Linked DNA regions of Rattus norvegicus: all the other regions are linked to region 2. A link is a contact called in public Hi-C data. All regions are on one chromosome and are shown on one strand. Each heading gives the region's core, a stretch centred on a gene start, on an enhancer-like site or on the middle of the called end of the contact. The rest is flanking DNA. Distances are from core to core; before and after follow the strand shown. Region 1 has its middle 75 kb from the start of Swap70. Region 2 holds the start of Adm (adrenomedullin). Region 3 overlaps Sbf2 (SET binding factor 2).

What was found. Hi-C and Micro-C count contacts between places; a contact is called where the count stands out from the background.
Region 1: a Hi-C map of liver shows a contact between it and region 2, with 3 times the contacts expected there. The contact joins the enhancer-like site here to the promoter of Adm in region 2. A contact is called at or near these places in 11 of 12 Hi-C or Micro-C datasets (the A7r5 cell line, Schwann cells, frontal cortex and 6 more) and 1 of 1 datasets of contacts at active chromatin or transcription factors (oligodendrocytes).
Region 3: a Hi-C map of the Rat2 cell line shows a contact between it and region 2, with 12 times the contacts expected there. The contact joins the enhancer-like site here to the promoter of Adm in region 2. A contact is called at or near these places in 5 of 12 Hi-C or Micro-C datasets (the Rat2 cell line, Schwann cells, kidney and 1 more).

What each region holds. Positions count from the first base shown.
Region 1 is chr1:173,775,214-173,778,806 of GRCr8, reverse strand. No RefSeq gene overlaps it. Among named protein-coding and RNA genes, the nearest start is that of Swap70, 75 kb to the right of the region's middle. Within about 2 kb of position 1,921, at least 33 of the 93 cell types and tissues checked have an H3K27ac peak or open chromatin away from gene starts, as enhancers often do. A contact at or near this core is called in the A7r5 cell line, Schwann cells, kidney and 1 more, where this site is marked.
Region 2 is chr1:174,178,801-174,182,448 of GRCr8, reverse strand. It overlaps Adm (adrenomedullin), which reads right to left and starts at 2,249. Exons shown (of 4, transcript NM_012715.2): 1 at 2,101-2,249; 2 at 1,550-1,669; 3 at 1,245-1,391; 4 at 78-1,048. The coding sequence starts at 1,647. The coding sequence ends at 736.
Region 3 is chr1:173,872,067-173,876,156 of GRCr8, reverse strand. All of the region lies in intron 16 of Sbf2 (SET binding factor 2), which reads left to right. Among named protein-coding and RNA genes, the nearest start is that of Swap70, 170 kb to the right of the region's middle. Within about 2 kb of position 1,901, at least 8 of the 93 cell types and tissues checked have an H3K27ac peak or open chromatin away from gene starts, as enhancers often do.

The sequences.
Region 1 (3,593 bases), core at 672-3,171, 400 kb after region 2:
TTGCAGGTTGGCTGACTGACCAGTGGGGGATATGCTGGGGCTGTGCTAGCAGAAAGACGCAGGCAGCCACCCAGGCAGCCACCCAGGCAGCCACCGAGAGCCCTGGAGATGGAAAGAAGCCTTGAGCAGGGAGCACACACCCTCCAGAAGCGCACAGTACCATGCTGCCTCTAGTCGCTTGCCATAGCATCATGAAGCTACTCATGCACCATCAGACGGGAGCTGAGGATGTGAGGAGGGAGGAGCCCTGGACGAGGAATCAGGTGAGGGTGGCCCAGGGTTAAAAGTCAGACATGGAGGGGCTGGGGATTTAGCTCAGTGATAGAGCGCTTACCTAGGAAGCGCAAGGCCCTGGGTTCGGTCCCCAGCTCCGAAAAAAAAGAACCAAAAAAAAAAAAAAAAAAAAAAAAAGTCAGACATGGGGCAGGGGTACCTCAGAGAGTGAGGGCTGATGTCGGAGGATGGGGAGATGCCATGCACGTGTCAGTGCAGTCATGGGCATGCACCAGCAGTAATGTAGAAGGTGTGTGCATTCACACGCACACAGACCACACCCTGGTGACATTAACACTCACAGGACACGGACCCACCCTCACCTGGTTCTGCCAGGTTCTGGTGGCCTCTTAACACCACTAGCTGAGTTAGTCCTTGGGGGGACTAGGAGCCTTACCATGAAGGTAAAAGCATTTCTCTTCCCAGGACCCCAGTATGTGAGAATCCTCCAACCCTCAGCCTCTTCCCCACCCCAAGCACAGGATGGTGCCTACCGTGAACGAACTGGTCATACGAAAGCCCTGACCATTGTCTATCTATTCAACTTGTGTCCCTTCATGCTCTCTGCGGTGATGCTCAGACACTCTGGGTCCTAAATAAAGTCAGCAAGCACTATGTCCAGGGTAGCCAGAGCTGTTTGCGTAAGGGCAGGCAGAAACCAGCAGAAAGGCACAAGGAACACATGACCTTCTGTGGAGAAGAGACTCCTTGACCAGTGGCATTTATGTTGACTCTTACATGTGGTGGAGGCTGGGCAGAGAGGGCGTGGGGGAAGGCAAGGAAAGAAACCCAGCCAATCTCCAGGATCTCCGGGGCGAGGCGTGCTCAGGGCAGGCAGGTTGGGAACTGTTGAGTCTGTTCAGACTTGAGGAGGCAGAAAATCTGGGTAGACTAGGCCCTATCTGGTGGGAAGGCTGGCCGGGCAGGGAGAAGCCAGGCCCTGACAGGACACTTGTATTAGGGAGATTTTTCAGGGGGTTAAATGACCTAGTCTAAGGTCACACTGCAGAGCCGAATGGAGCTAGGATTTGAGCCCAGAATTGTTGGATTTTATCCTGTGTGCCCTTCTTCTATCTAGGCCAGAGGGGGAGGGAACCTGTCAACCCTGCCTGGGCCAAGCTTCTGGACAGCTGTTCAAGGCTGGGAATCCCCTCCTGGGGACCAGACGGGACATAAAGTTCCTTCTCTAGGAGGGAACTTGAGCCTTCTAGTAGAGAACAGGGCCCCAGCTGATTTAGCCACTCATATCCTCTGCCACATACAACCAGAGCACTGGAAAGGCTGTTCAGTATGTGGTGGACTTCAGTCCCTTCCAAGAGGAGCCCAGCCCAGCTTGGCCCCGCCGCTGCCACACAGCCCAACCATAGCTGAGCCTTCTAGGAAATCCAGGCCTGGGCAGGAAACAAATGAGTTTGCTCTGGGCTCAGGGGGTGGTGCCTGGCGACCCTATGTGGGTCAGACTTTTCTCTCTCCAGGCTCCTGTAGCCTCTTTTCCTGCTTCCAGCATCCTCTCTGCAAGCCTTGGCCTCAGCCAGGCAACGGTTCAACAACAGATGCCTGGACTGTTCCCCCCTCTCTGGCCACAGCAGATCCATCTCCTCATTCCCCGAGGTCCCCTGAGGTTCCACGTTCTGTACAGCCCCAGCCAGAGGAATGTGAACCATTCCCGGCATCTCCTCCCCTGCGGCCAGCCTAGAGAGAGGCTGGGGCCTCTGGGCCCTGCTGACAGGAAATTAGCTGGGCTTGGCCTTCCCCACTGCCTGCTCTGCGGACCCTGACCTGTGTTTTCTGAAACTTGATCCTGCGAATTTCAGAACCTCTTCCAGGTCCCCAGGAGGCCTTGTGGATCTCTGCACATCCAGCAGGCCTGTACCCCACATACAGGTTGGCCCCTCCTGCCCTGCAGAGGGCTGGACCTGAGACTGGGCTGGATGGAAATCTGGAGCTGTGTCCTGAGCAGACCCCACTCCTCTAGGCCATCAACCCCTGACTCCCGCAGGGCACAGCCAGGGACAGTGGCTACAATATGAAGTACTGGAGAAGGAGGCATCCCAAAGACCACTTGTGAGACTACTGTGGGCTGAGGAGCAAGAAGTCAAGATCAACTGCAGACTGGAGTGTCAAGGGCCACTCGTGTGGGACAGCAACGTGTGTGAGAGCTCTGCAAAGTGATTATGGATAAAGACAGACACTGACCACTACAGGCCTGACCATGAAGAATGAGGGACAGACATTTCCAAAATGACCTTCTAGGTTCCCCAAACTGCACGCCTAGTTGTGTGATAGCCCTTCTCACAGAGCTGCTGATCACTGAGGGACGACCAGAGCTCAGGCTGGGAGAAGGGAACAGTAAATCTCTGCAACCCAAGGCACCAAGAGCAGAAGATGAGCTTTCAGGGACCCTCAGAGGAATGTAGGAGGCAAAAAAGCAGAAGTGGAACCAAGCCCTGGGACAGCAGCACCGTGAGAGAGCACCCCACCCTTCAGCACACTGGTGTGTTTGGCTGTGTGGCGGAAAGTGAGCCATGCAGGGGGACAGAGGGTGGGCCAGGGCCAGGCTGCAGAGCCAACAAAAGGAGCAGAGAGTTTAAGAAAAAAAGGTGAACTCCAGGCCAGGCTGGGATGCACACCTTTCACCCCATACTCAGGAGGCAGAGGCAGGTGGATCTCTGTGAGTTGAGGCCAGCCTGGTCTACACAGTAAGTTCCAGGACAGCCAGAGCTACACAGAGAAACCCTATCTTGAAAACCCCAAAAAGGAAGAGGAGGAGAAGGAAGTGGGAGAAGAGGAGGAGGAGGAGGGGGAGAAGGAAGAGGAGGAAGGAGAAGAAGAAGGCTCCAGAGGGAAGGCTAGCCAGCTGGGCAGCCTGAGCTACAAGAGAAAACATTCTCAAGAATAAAAGGCTAAGGGTAGGGGTCAATGGTAGAACACTTCCCTAGGAGGTGTAAGGCTGGGTTTGATGCCCAGCATCCAAATAATTAAATAAACGAACAAGCAAGCTGTGGGGAGGGATCTGGGGTCCTGGGGTTACCAGTGACTTGGGTGCCATTGGTGGAGTGGAGAGGGTAGAAGGCGGGCTACAGAGGGTAGGGAGAGGTGAGTGGTGAGGAATCAGGACAGGTGTGCAAGAACCACCTGGGGCGATTTCCTGGAGAACAGGAGGAAGGTGCAGACAGAGGCCTTTGTTTCCAGGCCACCTAGTAGGGCCATGGGGAGCAAAGGTTTCTGCTGAAGAGGACTTCATCTGAGCTGGCAGGAGGACTTGCCAAGGCCATTCAACATTGCCTGAGCTAGAGCAATACACAACCCTTATTTACCCA
Region 2 (3,648 bases), core at 1,000-3,499:
AGAAGCAAAATCCCAGCACTTCCAGGCCGATCCAAACCAAGACCTTCCTTCCCCAAATGCATGAAGCGAGAATAAATCAGCATTGAGACAGTTTATTGGTTTGCTTTTTCCCAGATCACATATTTTATGTAAATAGATTATAGAAGACACAATGTTTTTTCTTCATCCACAGGCGGTAATCAGGCGCTCTCCACCTTACACACACACACACACACACACACACACACACACACACACGGAACCAAACAACCTTACACCTTGCTGAGACATTCACTTCTTAAAATAGGGGAAGGTGACAATATAATCGCTTTAAAATGCCCTTAATACAATATATAACGTACAAAAATATTTCTATATATTTGAAGTTACAAAAAAAAAAACCTCTTGACATCAACAAACTTAAATATGATAGTTACCTTTGGCTGTATAACAAGCATTGCACTTTTCCTCGCTAGGTTTTGGAAAGTTCAAGTAGTAATGAGGCGTATGCCCCGTGAGAAAACCAGTTTATGAGCGGGCAAGGCAGTGGCTCAGACCCCTGCCCGGAGAGAGTATCAGCCTGTAATTCTCGGTTTCTGACGTGAGCCTGGCTTGATCTTGGGTTCCTCTGCCTCCCCTAGGGGCAGCCAGGCAGATCTCTGCAAGATTGTCTCAGTCCGCTCAGGGTGCGAAGCTCTCTGATTCCGCAGGCGCCAATGGGATACTCGCCCGACTGTTCAATGCTGCCACCCGCACCTATAACCTAGAGACTCTGGAGATGTCTTGGTGCGCCGGGGAGGCTGGAGCTGAGTGTGTCTGCTCCTGGGAGGACTCCACAGTCCGGGCTCGGAGGACCTCTGGCAGGGAACGCCGGCGCCGGCGGCCATAGCCTTGAGGGCTGATCTTGTTTCTGGGGGCCATGCCGTCCTTGTCTTTGTCTGTAAACTGGTAGATCTGGTGAGCCAGTTTCTGCATTGTGCAGGTCCCAAAGCGGCATCCAGTGCTGCGGGACCCCTGGTTCATGCTCTGGCGGTAGCGTTTGACTCGAATGTGGGCTGTGCTCTGAGTGCTGCGGAGAAGGAAGGGCACTTCATCAACCAGGGCTTTGCTCCCAACCACCTGGGACCGCAGCCATGCAGAACCCGAGGGACCTGGAACCTGCTCCCTCCACCGGAGCTGCAGCTGCAGTCCAGCCAGGACAGTCCCCAGGGCCAGTAGAGTGGAGAGGGCACAGCACATCCTCTGCAGAGAGCATAGTTAGTTACCTGGCTTGTGGGGTGCTAGACGTGCTCTGCTTGTCCTGGAGCCCAAGAGTCTGGGTCGGGACTGTCTTCTCATCAACGAGCCCCGTAGGGTAGCTGCTGGACGCTTGTAGTTCCCTCTTCCCACGACTTAGCGCCCACTTATTCCACCTAGAAAACACAAGCAGATGCGTTTGGCTTAGGTTCAAGTGATGCCCCAGCCAACTCCAGTCTCCACTCCCTTTCTAACACCTCCAGACCATCCCTCAATTTTCCCTTATTGCCAGGTATTCGGGCTGAAAAAAAAGAAAGCGCGGTCCCAAACTCACTTCTTTCGGAACTGCGAGGAAGTGTCGAGCCGTGCGGTGTCCGCGCCGAGAACGGCGAGCGAACCCAATAACATCAGGGCGATGGAAACCAGCTTCATTCTGTAGCGATGCTCCGATACCCTGGAAAGGAGCAAGAAGCCGAGTGTGAGCAACACGGCCAGCTGCACAATCCCCGCAGCACACGAAGGGTGGCGGCAGGAGGGGGAGCCACTTGGCAGCGCTCTCCTTGGCTCAGCTGCTTATCTCCCCCTGGCTCTGAGAAACACCGGAGGCTTTTGCGCTGGCCCGGTGGGTGACAAGAACGGCAAAGGAGGCCATTGCAAAGTGCCAGGCTTCCAGAGGTTTCTGACTCAAGTCCTAGGATCACAGCCCAAGGAGGAGAGGGATCTCAGGAGAGCTCCGGCTGTGCGTGTGGGCTAGACCTGGGACGTGAGGTGTACTCTACAGTGGTTATCCTAACGTGGGTTGTTCCCCCTGTCCAGCGCTGCAAGTTTTCCGACTTTGGCAAAGCCATCCCCCTCCCCAACACGGTGGAGGCCAGCGGTTCCTACCTGCTGAAAGGGTGAGTTGTCAAGCACTTGAAGCAGAAAGTCCGAGACGTCCTTCTGACAGCGGCAAAACCCGCAAAGTCCAAGACTGACTGCGATGAGAAGCCGAGAAACCAGGAGCGGTAAAGGCTGGAGTTGTTCTGCCTAGTGTCACCAAGAAACCACTGAATAGTGAGCGCCAGCTCCAGCGTCTTATAAGCGCTCAGTGGAGGGAGGGCGGGGCCTGCTCTGCCCTGGAGCCCTCCCTTTCCTCCAGCATGCTTGCTTCTAAAACCAGACCTGCCTTGCAGCTTGCCTGTGGGTTTGGGGTAGGGGTAAGAGGTCCCCTGTGGCCAGGCGTCTCAGAGATCCCCTCTGAGAGATTAGACTGGCGCAGGACTTCCCTTGCCCTAATTTCCCAGCATAGGGTTCAAACAGTGAGAAGGAAAAGACAGCCAGAACAGCTTGGGGAGGGGGAATCCTTTGCCCACAACGTCTACAACCCAGAGTGCTGATCTGAGCTCTCTGGATAGTGCTGGAAGAACCGGGAGACGGGTGGGACACTTGGATAACCAAAACCCTGGACTTGGGGAGCTGTGACCTCGAATGGGCCGCGCCCCCTGCCGGCTTAGCACCTGACTGAGCCTCGACCCCCATCTGTGCCCGCCGGGTACACCTGGAAGGGTGGGACTCAGTCCCCCTGACAGCGGCTGAGACTGTGGGGTTGCTTGACACACTAGCCAGTACGATTTCGTAATCAGGGCAGAACTGGGAACAGCTGAATTGGAAATTGGGGTTTGGAGAGGGTAGTTATCTGAAGATTCAGAACTCACATTCCTATTTGGAAATACAGGAATAGCCAAAATTAGAACGAGAGATTTTTGTTTTCTTCCTTGTGATAGCCTTATAAGGGTATAACCTGCGAGTCGGCCTGGCTGCCTTCATTCACCCATTGTAAACGTGAGGAGTGACTGACAGGGCGCACACTAATGCCTCACGTATGTTAATCACTTTACAGTTGGCAAATCCCAGCCAGATCCCAATCTCTTTCGATCTTTACACACACTCCTGAGCTGGTGTTCTCTCGACTAAAAGTGAGTGCGGAGAGGGTAAGTATGTCGCCCAGTCACACTAAAGGTGGGAAGCTATAGAGTCCAGACTCAAAAGACTGGGGCGTGGCGGCCGAAGTTTTCTGGCTGGGGTCACCATTCTCATCAAGGGGCAGAGGAGAATGCGGGCCCCCGCCCAGAGATATGTGCTAATTCACGATGAATCAGTTCAAACACGTTTGCCTCTGGCTTGTGCTCTTCACAGATTCTTGAGTTCACTTTCTTCCCTTCTAGGGCCAAACTGGGCAACAGGCACAGCTCCGCATGCAGGGTTCCCGGAAGGTCCCGAAGCTAAAGACGTGCATGACCTACGCCAGCTCCTAGCCCCGAGTCCTGGTGATGTGGACGTAGACAACTCATGTCCTCCTCCTGGCGACCCCGGCAGATTTCCAAGCTTCCTACCTTATCTGCCATTAAGTGTTCTGAAACCAAGCGCAAAACCGTCTAGGCATTCTGTCCTGCG
Region 3 (4,090 bases), core at 652-3,151, 310 kb after region 2:
TGGTTTAATTAAAAAATTAAAATCCTGGACAAGGGGCTCAGTAGATAAAATGCTTGGTGGGTTAAAAACAAGGACCAAATTTCAAATTCTCAACAGCCATGTAAGAGCCAAGCTTAGAGATGTCGGCCTATCGCCCAGCCCTGTGGGTGTAGAGACTGGCAGATCCTGGAGGATTGCTGGTTAGCCAGTCTCAAGGAAACAGTTCCAGGTTCAGTGTGAGACCCTGTTTCAAAATACAAAGTAGAGATAGCAAAAGAAGACATCCAAAGTCATCCTCTGGTTTCTACATAAATGGTAAAAGTCAAACTCTACTCTCCTCCTCTCTGTCATAAACACACTCTCTCAGACACCTCATAAGTAGCCAGAACGAAGCGAACAGCCACATGCAGCTGACAGCGTTAGCTCCGCAGCCTCCACTCTGAGCTCTGACTGTACATTCTTGTGCTGTACTACAGGAGGTGAACTACTGTGGTGTGAATGAGAGCATCACAATAGGCTCATAGGCTTCAATATTTGGCCTCTGGTGTGGCCTGGTTGGATGGGTTTCATCACTGAGGTGAGCTGTGAGGTTTCAAAACCTCATGCAGTTCCCAGTTGGATCTATCTCTCTGACTTGTGGTTGTTGTCTTAACGTGTAAGCTGTCAGCTACTGCTCCAAGGTTATGCCTACTGCCATGCTTCCTGCCATGATGATCATGTCCTAACCCTCCAAAACTGTAAGCCAGCCCCTAATGCACCCTTATCTTTTATAAATCGCCTTAGTCGTGGTGTCTCTTGACAGCAATAGAAATGTAACTAAGATATGGGAGGAAAGCCCTAAAATGGAAACCAGATGTGAATTTGAACTCCAGCTTATTCTGAGATCTTAAACAAATGTATGGGGTGGTGATAAGTAAAGATGGAAGGCAGTGATGAACTTAAAGCATCTGTTGGAGTGGCAGGCATGTAGTGAGTGCACAGTGGATAGCGGTAGGATGAAGAGCAGGATGGAGTTCAGCTGCAGGTTGAACGTCTTCTTGACCAGCCTCTGCATATGCATGGAAGTACAGAAGAGATGTAGTTGCTGGGCTCATGGGGCTTAGGCAGATGTCCACAATCAGTCCAGCTTCGTAAGTACTATCCTGTACTACCTATGATGGGTCTGTATTCTCCTCTGCTACCTATAATTCTAGCTAGAGCAGGAAGCAAGTCTCCATTTACTGACTTTAACTCCAAGGAGCATGTAAGCAAAATAAATATGCTCATCTAAAGATATATACATAAATGTACACACATAAATACATGTGTGTTTATTTAGTACTATTGAATGAACCTAAGACCTCACACATGCTAAACAAGCATTCTAATATGTCTAGTCCCAAGCAAAATACCCTTATAGATCTATATGTAAATGGTTTTTCGTATATAATCAGTACTAATTACTGCCCTTCACAAATGCTAAAAAGCATTTTCATCCAGATTAACAATGAGAATGTTCTCTGTGAATTAGCTAAACTCTCCCAATGGGTTTTTTTTTTCTGTATTTTTCTGTGCCCTTCCACCTCCTTGGAGCCCCTCAATAGTTCTGATCCTTGATCTGGAAATCACTTGACTGCTTGATACTTACATTGATTTTTCAGCAGACTATAATATATTCTTTAGGGCATGGACTTTTGGCTGTATGATGGGAACTAGAAAATTTTGAGGTCCTTGTAGCATGCTATAATTGGAAAATACAGAATTCATGACTGTCTTTATGAGTAACAAAAACTGATTTTATCAACTGCTTGTCCCTAAAACGAACTTTGTAAAAAATAGACTATTCTTCTAGTTTGATTTTGCTTAGGCAGCACTCTTTCCGTTAACACTAGTCAGCATTGTTGACATTTTTGAGAAGTCATAGACTTCATGGGGATCTGTGGGGGAGCTGTTGAATTACAGAAGAAATTATTGCAACAGGAAGTGAATTGTGTGTTATTATAAACACTCGGTGACTCAACAGATTCCCTTTCTTTTTTAATTTTTCTAGCTTTAGAGCTGTCCTTGTGGTCACAGATAGATTTTTCAGGGATTTTAGAGATATAAAGAGAAGTCATGAGCAAAGAAGGTTTTGAGTACTGGGGTAATGAAAGCAGACAGATCCCTCAGTCAGCAGGGTGCTGTAGTGTTTGTTGATGGTTAAGGTTTACAATGAAGAAGTCAGAGAACAACTGCAATGCCTGGGAGAAACTGATCTGTTTTCTCATACTCTTGGATGATACATTTCCAGCTAATAACACTAGATTTAGAATTGTAATCGTAGAAGGAAACCTGAAAATATGTAACTAATGTTGAGGTTTGGTCTTTTGCTATGTATTGTAATCCTAAACTATGTCTAGGCCTAGGAGTGAACTCTCACATTTACCAGCTTTCATTGTGCAAACTTTGTTCCTTAATTTAAAACTATTGCTTAAATAAAATTGGCTACAGCCAGTTACAGGAAGAATTAGAGGTAGGTGGGTTTTGAGTTACCTGGTTGGGGGTGAAGGAGAGGTGAGGGGAGGAGAACCATGAGGAAGGAGAAGAAGGTGGAAAGAGGTGGAAGCCACCATAGGGTAGGGAATCATGAAAGCATAGCCATGAGGGCTAACTAGCTGGAGTTAAGAGCTGCCCAGATGGAACATAGCAAGTTATAACTCAGGGTTATTGGTGGGAAAGTAGATTCTAATAGTACAGACAGTAGATATCTGCCCAGCCCTAGTGCTGATTAAGGCTTATTATAAATATAAAATTTGTGCGTTTTATCTGTGACCTGGATGATCAAAGGCAGGGTAGAGGCTCCAGACTGACATTAAATATTTATACAACTAATCTCTTAGAATGTGGCAAGTTGTCTGTGCATCTCTGATATTTGCAGGCAGCAGTAGGGTTGAAATAGGCATTTCTGAAAATGGATATAAGTAAATGATAAAATTTTCAGGACTTGATAGTGCAGGTCATTAGTAGTGTACAAGTTTCAAATTAATGACATCCCAATACCCACATCACACAGCTCAGAACCACCTACAACTCTCAGCTCTGGTGTTCCAGCACCCTCTTGTGGCCTCAACAGGCCCTTGTATTCACGTGCTTATACCCATACTGAGATACATATGGGGGGTGGGGGGTGAAATAAAGCATTGAGAAGATTGAAGAAGACAGAATCAATATTATAAGAATAACTATATTGTCAAAAGCAGTCTACATATTTAATGCAATTCCCATAAAAATTCCACTGACATCCTTCACAGAATTAGCAAAAACAATTTGTAAATGCATATGTAAGCACAAAAGACCATGAATAGCCAAAGCAGTCCTGAACAGAAAGCACAATGCTAGGGTACCACAATACCTGATCTCAAAATACACTAGGAGCCACAGTAGCAAAAAAACAGTAACTGACCCAAAACAAACACATAGACGAGGGAAGTAGGTTAGAGGACCCAGAGGAAACACACACAACTACAGTCACCTAAACAAAACTGTAGGTGTTTAAACAAAACTGTAGGGGTTGGGGATTTAGGTCAGTGGTAGAGCGCTTGCCTAGCAAGCACAAGGCCCTGGGTTCGGTCCCCAGCTCCAAAAAAAAGAAAGAAAAAAAACTGTAAAAATATATATATATATATTGGGGGGAAAAAAGCCTCTTTAACATTTAGTACTGTAAAAACTAGATATCTACCTATTGAAGAATGAAACTATCCCTATCTCTCATGATGCAGAAAAATCAATTCAAAATAGAATTGAAGATTTTAATGTAAGACCTGGAAACTTAGAAAATGCTAAAGAAAAACTTCGATTAAAAAAGATATTCCAAGATAGGCATAAGTGGGGAGTCCATTAGGAAATAATCCCAAGAAATGACAAGTGAAATTAAATGAAGTTTAGATGCCTTTCTACAATAAAGAGAAACATGAGGAGAATGAAAAGAAGTCTGTAGCGGTAGGAAGAGTCATTGCCAGGTAGCCACACATCAGACAGAGACGTAACATCTAGTAGAGAGAGAAAACTGCCAAAATTAAATACCAAGAAAAATAAATGATCTAAGCAGTAACTGAGCTGGTGAACTTCAGACACTTGTGAGAAGAAGAAATAC